Regions from separate parts of the Mus musculus genome. Here region 1 is linked to region 2. The links are chromatin contacts, called in public promoter capture Hi-C maps. All regions are on one chromosome and are shown on one strand. The core of a region is the stretch at or near the end of the contact, and the rest is flanking DNA. Distances in the headings are between cores, read along the strand shown.

What was found. Promoter capture Hi-C pulls out the DNA fragments that hold promoters and counts their contacts.
Region 1: a contact with region 2 is called in a promoter capture Hi-C map of liver, with 3 times the contacts expected there. The contact joins the promoter of Zc4h2 here to the promoter of Apoo in region 2. A contact is called at or near these places in 3 of 39 promoter capture datasets (cranial neural crest, liver and pre-B cells) and 1 of 9 other capture datasets (liver).

Annotation. Positions count from the first base shown.
Region 1 is chrX:95,655,255-95,659,853 of GRCm38.p6, reverse strand. Zc4h2 (zinc finger, C4H2 domain containing) reads left to right here and starts at 1,345. Exons shown (of 5, transcript NM_001003916.2): 1 at 1,345-1,602. The coding sequence starts at 1,550.
Region 2 is chrX:94,364,949-94,369,325 of GRCm38.p6, reverse strand. Apoo (apolipoprotein O) reads right to left here and starts at 2,216. Exons shown (of 9, transcript NM_026673.4): 1 at 2,164-2,216. The coding sequence starts at 2,172. Fam90a1b (family with sequence similarity 90, member A1B) reads left to right here and starts at 2,549. Exons shown (of 10, transcript NM_001362881.1): 1 at 2,549-2,695; 2 at 3,583-3,667.

The DNA of each region.
Region 1 (4,599 bases), core at 96-2,595, 1.3 Mb before region 2:
CTTTTAAATTATTTTACTTTAGAATTTAGAGATGTAGCTTAGTAGTGGAGTACATGCTAAGGATGTATAAGGTTCTGAGTAGAATTTCCAGCACCAAAAATTGATATATACTCTAAATATAATTGCACATTATTTGGCATACAGTAAGCACAAATGCATACTGAATAACTATGTGCCTATAGGATGAATTCCAAACTCTAATCTGACACTCCATGGTATTTCAAAATCTGGCTGCTAGGGAATGAGCTTCAGTTTTGTTTTGTTTTGGTTTTTTTTTTCAGGGATGCTGATTCCATAATACTGTCCATGCTCCAGTAGATGGCCCTACACCGGTGCATGCACGGGTAGCACCAAAAAATGGCTTAAAGGAAGAATGCATGAATTTAGGAGGGAGATAGTTCTGGAAGGGATAGGAGAGTAGCAACTTGGGAGTGAATTTGATGGAAATACACGGTATAACACATAAAATAGCCAAAGAAAACATTCTAAAATATTTTTAAAATGTGTCTACAATCTATCTTTTCTTGATACAGCTTCTACTTCTCTCTCTAATATACCACTTCAAGAACCCTATATTCCAGGCACTTTGAACCACTTGCCCTTTGCATTCTCCATGTAGGCCATTGCTTCCATGAAATCTCACTCTTCTCTGGAAAACTCTTAGTTTTAAAAACATATTAACACCTTCTATGTTCAGGTTTCACTGATTATCTCGGCGTTGTGACAGCTCTATTTACAATATACTTCACTCTCTCCTTCACAAAGGCTACGAACTTGCTTTTATTTTCTTTGCCTCTTCAGGGCCTCCCTCAGTAAACCTTTCATTGACTGGCAAAGTACAAGCACACTAATAGTTCAGTGGATGAGGAACCAGAAGGAAAGAGGTCCTTCCTCCAACTCGGTTTCCTGATTTTGAAGAGTCCCCTTTTTCTTGTTCAGCCCCGTCTCCGCCGCTCCCCCCGCCCCGGTTTTCAGTTCCAGTCTATTTACATTTCAATGTCAAAGCTACAAATCCCTAGGTAGCATCTAGAAAATTTGACATCTAGGAAGCTAAATCACCTACAGTTTCTCTCCAGCCCAAGGCATTCTGTAATAAATGATTTCTTAATTTGTTGACAGGGTGGGGTGGGGGTAGGCGTGAGGCCCGAGTCCGAGTCTTGTGATAAAAGGTATGTTTCTCATCTTCCTAGCTGCTTTCGAGAAAATTTTCTCCATTTTGCCGCACATTGGTAGGGCAAATATCTTCATTCCTTTGCTTATAATCTTTGACATAATTATCAGTGACATATTGATTTAAAGTGCCGCTACAGGAACTGGAACAGGAATGCTTTGCTTGGCCTTCTGGGAGTTGTAGTTCTAGAGGCACCCGGGTTGCCTGGCTGGCCCCGGAACTGTGGACTACAGCTCCCAGGCCTTCTCTAAGCCCTTACCACACAGGCTCAAAGCCACAAACCAGTAGGAGGTGGCTGTATTGTATCTATTGTATGCCTTGGCTGGTGCATTTTTTTTTTTAAACAATTCCCTGGACGTGAAATTGAGAGTGAAAAGCATGGCAGATGAACAAGAAATCATGTGCAAATTGGAAAGCATTAAAGAGATCAGGTAAGCGGGTCACTGCTTAATGCAGCATCCTTCCACTCTCCTCGATCACCCCTCCCTTCCCAGGCATCCCTGGGAGCAAGGAGTACTGCTTGTTGTTGGTTTGTTTTTGTTTTTGTTGTTGTTGTTTGGTGAAAACTATCTATTGTTGGGCTACTTGCAAAGGGAATCAGGAGCTGGAAGGGGGTCCATTCATCACAGACTTAATAGATGAGGTGAAGAATGAAGGGGCTTGGCTAAATTGAAATCAAGTCTAGAGGAGGTAGTTGGTGGAAGTGTGTGTGTGTGTGTGTGTGTGTGTGTGTGTGTGTGTGTGTTGTGTGTACCAGGAAGAAGGGAAGAAGTGGAGATGGCGATGTCTTCCCAGATGTAGCTGAGATAGAATAGAGGTAGAGGGATAAACCAGGACAACTAAATGTATTTTTTTTTTTAGTGTTCTTTTTGTTTAGAACAAGTCGCTTTTTGCTTCTTGCTTTATAACAGTTGAGAATGATTTTTCTGTCAGCCTCATGACCCAGAGCTTGAGAAAGCCTTTTGAAAGCCAAGTTTAACTGGCCAATTCATTCAGTTTGCAACTTTGCTGTGGCTGTAGTCTGAGGATGCTGATGAAGCTGGGGAGTGGGCTGTTCTTATTTGCCTGTAACTCTTTCACCACTTTTTTTTTTCCTATCCTGGGGTTGGAAGAAGGTTGTGAACTATGAGGATGTGAACAAGAGCTGGAGGTTTGGCAAACTGAGAATTGTCACACCTCCAATAGGTTACTCAGTGAGCAAGTTTTTGATACTGCAGTGTTATTCCCGCCAAGAAAACAATAATAATTCAAATGCTGACTATGTTGGCCTCCCCTGCTGTGCCTAACTCCCTGAATCTGTAGTGTTTTTCAGACATATGGAAAAAGAAAGAAAAAGGACATAGAGTGTATCTTTTGTTAAAAATTAGGCCATATAATTTAACCCTGACAAAATTGACAATAGATTTAACCTTTGTGGTATCTCTGCGGGATCTACACATGGTGATGGTAGTGAAGAATCTTGGTTTCTTCTTCCTTTTGGAGGGATTGTGTGTTTTTCCTTTTGCAAAGTAAGGAAATGATCATTTATTGAGCCCCTGTTATGCCAGCCCCTCCCCCATTTCAATCCATTTTTGCAAGTTCCCTGTGACCTTTGTCATAAGTGGAAAAATGGGGGTCTGGAGAATTTGAGTGAGTTCTTATATTCATGAAGCTTAACAATGCTACATTTTCACAGGAATTGAGTCTGCCTACAAAGGCTCTGTTCTTCTGTTTCCCACTGAAGGTCTGCTGCTGTCTTTTTCTACAAAGACATCAGGAGATAGGAAATGAGATTCTTTGGTGCAGAAGAATGCTAAGGATGAAACTAATGAAAAGCTTAGACCTTTGAATAGAGGGTCTCTAACTTCAGTCTTCTCTTCATGGACTTTAAAATAAGTTTATCTTATCCCCAGAAGTGGACTATTTGGGATCAAGGTCATTAATCCCCAGTGAAAATAGACCCTTTTCAGTGGAGAACAAGTCAGGAGCCATGACTTCTTTTCTCAACCAGGTTAGATAGTAGAAGGAGAGATTTAGAGAGAAGGCTGAAGTTCCACTCCAATAACATGAATTTCCACTCCAATAACACTTGGTTGTTAAGAAAGATCCAGTGTAAAAGCTAGATTTCTGCTGAGAGTATCACAAGGCCTACTAAGACAAAAGATTTAAGTAAGATCCAGAATATCCAACTTTTATTGAAAAATTTCACGCTGTACCAATAACTCTTCGTGAATGAAAAACTACATAGATATCAATATTGATAAATCACAGATTCAGAATAATATAACACGAGTTTTAAAATATACATCATGTAAGTGCCTCTGTAAACAACTGCAACACCCTGGGAGCATTTAAACATACAAAAACCACAATGCAGAGAAACTTCGGACTTTTAAACAGTGTTGGAAACGTTAAGGACTACAGAGACTTTTGGAGTTGGAGTAAATGACAATTTGTATTTTTCTTGTCACCAATCAAAGAGCCAGGTATTACAGTGTGTTGGTTTCAATGAGGAAGTTCCCAATAGGCTTGGGTATTTGATTCTTGGTTTCCAGTTAATGGTGCTATTTGGAGTGATAGTATAACACTGCTGGAGGAAGGGCTTTGCTGGAGTAGCAGGTTCGAGGACTGGGCATTACCAATTCTCTCTGCTTCCTGTTTGAGGTTGCTTCTTACCTTCCTGTCCTTGCTGCCTGCTGCCATCTCTCTCCTGCCATTATGGACTTTCCTTCTGAAACCATAAATCCAAATACATTCTTCCTTAAGTTAAAGAAAATTACAAACCACAGGAAATAGACAAGTACCAACAGCAATAAAAACAAAAGAAGATGCTAAAGGGCATCTTTAAAACAACCTTAAAAACTCAACAGATAGGTTCAACTGTAAGACAGAGAAGACGGAAAAAAAAAATGAGGCAGCTTAATCCTAAAGCAAGAGAAATCACGGTGAGGTTATTACTAAGTTTAAAAATTGTCCTTGGACAGGAGAAACAGGACCGGAGAAATAAATAGTTGGGAAAATGAGGACTAATATTGTTCCTTACTGAAGAAAAACAACTTCCAGATTCAAGAAGCTAATCAAACAGTAATAAGAGTCAACTAAATCTACTCCAACACACATTATAATCAGACTTCAGGAAAAGTAGGAACAAGAAAAAAATTCTTTTAAGGAAAGCAGCTGAGAAGTAGCAATCCCCTAATTATATATATGGGGGAAAAATAGAAAGGCAATTTCCTTAACAGAAAAAATACCAAGGACTTAGTAGAGAGTACAGCATGTTCAAGTGCTGAAGGAAAAGAGCTTCCAGAGTAGAATCCTATGTGCAGTAATATATTGTATTTCAAGATAGAAGACATTCTCAAGTGATGGAATTATCAGCAGGGGTAGTGCAGAAGGGTGACAAAAATATTTCAAGTAGAGAAATAAACAACTTTGCAACACCAGGAAGC
Region 2 (4,377 bases), core at 967-3,466:
AACCCTGTAGAAGAGGAGGAGGAAAGTCTGTAAGGACCAACAGGAATGGGGACCTCAGGGAAACAGGGCCTTCTAAGCAAAGCATGATAGACACACATGTGAACTCACAGAGACTATGGCATCATGCATAGGCCTGCAAGGGTCTGCACCAGATAGGGGCCCGGTGTTGGCAGAAGTGGACCCAAGTTCCATTCCCAGCACCCACATGGTATCTAACAAACATTTGTAACTCTAGGTCCAGGGGATCATATTCCATCTTCTGGCCTCTGTAGGTACCAGGCAAGTATGTAGTACACAGACATATATGCAGGCAAAACACTAATACACATAAAAAATAAAACAGATGTTCAACACAACTAAAGACACAAAGAACCCCTGGAATTTCCAAAACATCCTCAAAGTGGGTAGTACCAGTCAGTGAGAACCATTGTTTTACAATCGCATTTTTTATCTGAGTCATAAAGCTATGCTAATCTTTCATGTCCATCAATAAATTAAATGTATCAGGATCATGAAAGATTTTCAAAGAGCCAAAGTCAGTGCACACTTGCACAAACTTATCTGAACATACCCGACATGGGCATTGTTGGCTGCAGATCCAGTTTCCATTACACCTTTTCATGAAGCCATTCCTTTTCCCTGTGCTTACGCAGTGGTCCTGTTAGCCTAAGCTAACCAGAGACTAGCATTCCCTGGCAACTGCAATGAGGCTAGTGACAGACACCTGACCCATACTGGTCCAATCAGACCTGAAGAAAAAACATACTCCAAGCTTGGGAGTTTTATCCTCTCCTCTTCCCCTAGTGAATAAGAAAGTACTGTTATGTCAGTCATCTTGAAACCATAAGGAAGACCAACAATGCCATAGTAAATGCCATAGTAAACCCTGATGGCATTGCTGAGCCAACAAATCTATGAGTTCAGTGTCCATCCTTCCTCTGCATTTAGTGACATAATTCCCCTCAGTATTTAACAGTTAGACTTTATTACCCTAATTTCACAATGGGGGGGGGGGGGAACAGGCAGTTAAGTGGAGTTAAGTGACATGTCCATTATCATATAGCTAGTAACTGACAATACCACAGCACTGGAAGGCAGAAGCCATGGTCTCATTTTGCAGCCCTTACTATTGTGCCTCAAACACCCACCGCAGCTGCAAGAAACTTTGAAATGAGGAGCACAAGTCTGAAATTTCATTAGCACCATTCTGTAAATATTGTGTTTCTTGAGACTTGATTTTGTAGATTTCTGGCTGCCTGTGGCTATTTTTTAAGACAGAAACTTTATGTAACACTGGTTGTCCTGGAAATCGCTACGTAAACCAGGCTATCCTCGAACTCATCTTCATGAATTTATCCACTGCCTCTGCCTCCTGAGTGCTGGGATTAAAGGTGTGCACAGCCTGTGGGGTTTTTTTAATGACAAAATATATTTGCCGTTTAAGAAAGAATAATTTATGCTAAAATACAGGTTTTTGAAAGTCTTCACTGTAAATGTCCATCTTATGGAGGACAGTTCGAAAAAACTGTAAGAGGGGAGAAGAGTCGACTTCATACTAATGCTCACTGGGCAGTAAAGCTCCAGCTACATACACACACACACACACACACACACACACACACACACAGAGAGAGAGAGGGGGGGAGGGGGAGGGAGGGGGAGGGAGGGGAAGGGAGGGAGAGAGGGGGGGATGAGGGGGAGAGAGAGAGAGACCCCCCCGCCCCGCCCCAAGCCAGCATCCCCGACATCCTCCGAAGCTGACCCTCCCCCACCCACGGGCCAGGTTCTGAAACTTGATCCTGCCAAGCAACCAAAGCCACAAACCCTGCAGCGCCCAGACCTGGCTTCATCCTCCCCACAACCCCAAAAGGGCATTAGCCGAGGAGGTGGGCACGATAGAGGCGTTTTAACTTTTCAAAGTGTTTCATTCGCGAGAGAGCTCAAAGGGCCGATCCCACCAATCTAGGGTTTCACTCCACAACCTCACAGGTGCTGGTACCGAGTGCTGAATGAACCGCCGCCAAGCCAGAATTTAGCCCGGAGGTGAAAAAGGCCTCAGGAGGAACCGAGTCTGGTCCCCAAAAAGACGCCCGGGAGCGTGGGGAGGGCTCCTGGAGGCTGAGAGGGGACAATGACAGCTGTGACCCGGCTCCACATTCTCACCTTGAACATGTCGCTGGCAGCCGCGGCTCCGGCAGGGTCACCCCTCCCTTGGCCCCTCCCACTATAAAAAAGGCAACTACGGTGGCCGGGTTAGATCCTGATTCCCTTGACCACGAGCGAGCACGAGATGATGCTGTGACGCCAGCTTAACCCGCCAAAAGCTCGGCCTGCGCCGCTAGGTGGCGTGTCGCGTTGCTTAGCAACCGAGAGGCGCGCGCGGGAACCTAACAAATTCAAACCCCGCCTCCTAGACAGTCCTGCCTCCTTGCAGGCTGTTGCTAGGCGGCAAAAGGCTGCAGGTCCGTGTGGGCGGCCGCACGCTGTGGTGAGAAGAAGGCGGTTCTCTGGCTCCCTGCCGCGCCGGGGACTGGCTTTCGCCTCCACTGCCAGGCTCCGGCTGCGAGGGTTGAGAATCCTGCACGCTGAGGCAGCCAGGCGGTGGCGCCCGACGGACGAGGGTAAACTGCACCAGTCTCTTAGGGAGAAGCAGCGGATCGACCCGACCTTGGGGCATCGATTTACCTCATAAAAGGTTTTTCCCTTAAAGAATTTACCTTGCGCTGAACGGTCCTTAAGTTTTACGTTTAAACTAAATGTAACATGTCGCTTACTTGTGAAAAAATGACCGGTACCGGTGTTTTTCTTTTTAAAGTACTAAAGTGTAAATCTGACAATCAAATATTGGTCCCATTTAATACTTGTAGACGTAAAATGGCAGTATTTGGCTATTTGCGAGAAAAACTGGCGTTGTCGCTGGTTTAATAATTTCATTTTTTCCACCCAAGTCTATGGGCACAATTGTCACGGCCGAGCGTCCAAGGCTGTGAAAAATCTAAGGCTAGGATTCAACTCCAGGTAGGCTGCCTCTTGAAATCTCAGCGCTAGCCTCAGGGAACACTAGCGGGTCCGATAAAGACGGCGTATTTCATATTTCGTTTCTGTCCTAATTCGACAGAAAATGGAAGAAGCCCTGTGGGCGGGCGTCCTGGAGATGCGGAGATTTTTTCAGTGTAAGGTCACTTGTCCTTTTACCCAGAGACTGATTGGGACACACCTGTCCTTAAGGAAATTAGGGGGGTTTTTATTCGCTGAGGGAGAGAGAGAGAGAGAGAGAGAGAGAGAGAGAGAGAGAGAGAGAGAGAGAGAGAGAGAGAGAGAGAGAGAGAGAAGGAAAAGGCGCGCCGCGCGTCTGGGACAAGCTGGAGCGCTTCGGTAAGAAGTTAGGTTTGTCGTAGTATGTAGTATCGGAGCTTTAGTTCAGTGATTTGTGGTCAAAGTTTTTTGGTTTTTTTTTTTTTTTTTAAAGCGGGACTTTGCGGTGTTCGAAAGTTTCAGGGAGGAGAAAGCCCTAGAGCTCAGCCTACTGCCGGACCAACTTCCAAATGTTACGAGCGGCTTTTTTTTCCCCCTTCTCAACAGAATTGTGTGTTCCGAGCCATCTCCATCTCCAGACCCTGAGGAGAAATACTGAATAGACTCGGAAGGCTCTGTCTGCATCAGTAAGGTAACATCTTAGAAGTGGGAAGCATGGTGATGATAAGTTACAGCCAAAGCGCTTGCTTAATGCCAGGAGTTGCGGGGGTATGTGAACTAGGAAAAGAAGGAAATGACAATTTCACCTTCACTAAACTCTAACTGAACTTTAGCATTTAAGTACGGTGTAGGCAACAAACCTTAGTATTAGCAGTACTTGCGAGTGTCGCCAATAGAAAGCAGGTATTTTCAAACCATTTACAGTCACAGCAGCTAACTAAAAATATCACTTATGCTCATTACTACAAAAGTACAATCGTTATTAAATTTTTATTTTATGCATAAAGAAGACACGTGTTACTGAAATTTCCTTTTAAAAGGTATTTTGAAGATATGAGTAAGAATTTGGGGAGCTTCATCCAGACGGGAATGTAATACTTAAAAGAGTAAAAACTTTTTGGTAGAATCAGTAATCTCTTACGTACTGATCAAAACACCAAAGGGGGACGGAACCACGGAGAGGTTAAGCAATTTGATTAGTCTCACAAGTGTTCAGTAAAAAATGGACCAAAAAAAAATCTTTAGAAAATGTGTAAAATTCTCCACTCAGAAAAATATCCCCTGCCAGTAAGGAGTTTGTGAGGAAAATGACCAATCCTGAATTATTGCTCCAAAAAGCTAACTTCAAGAGCCAGGTGTGGTGGTGATCATCTGTAATCCCAGTGTACATGGGGTGTTGGG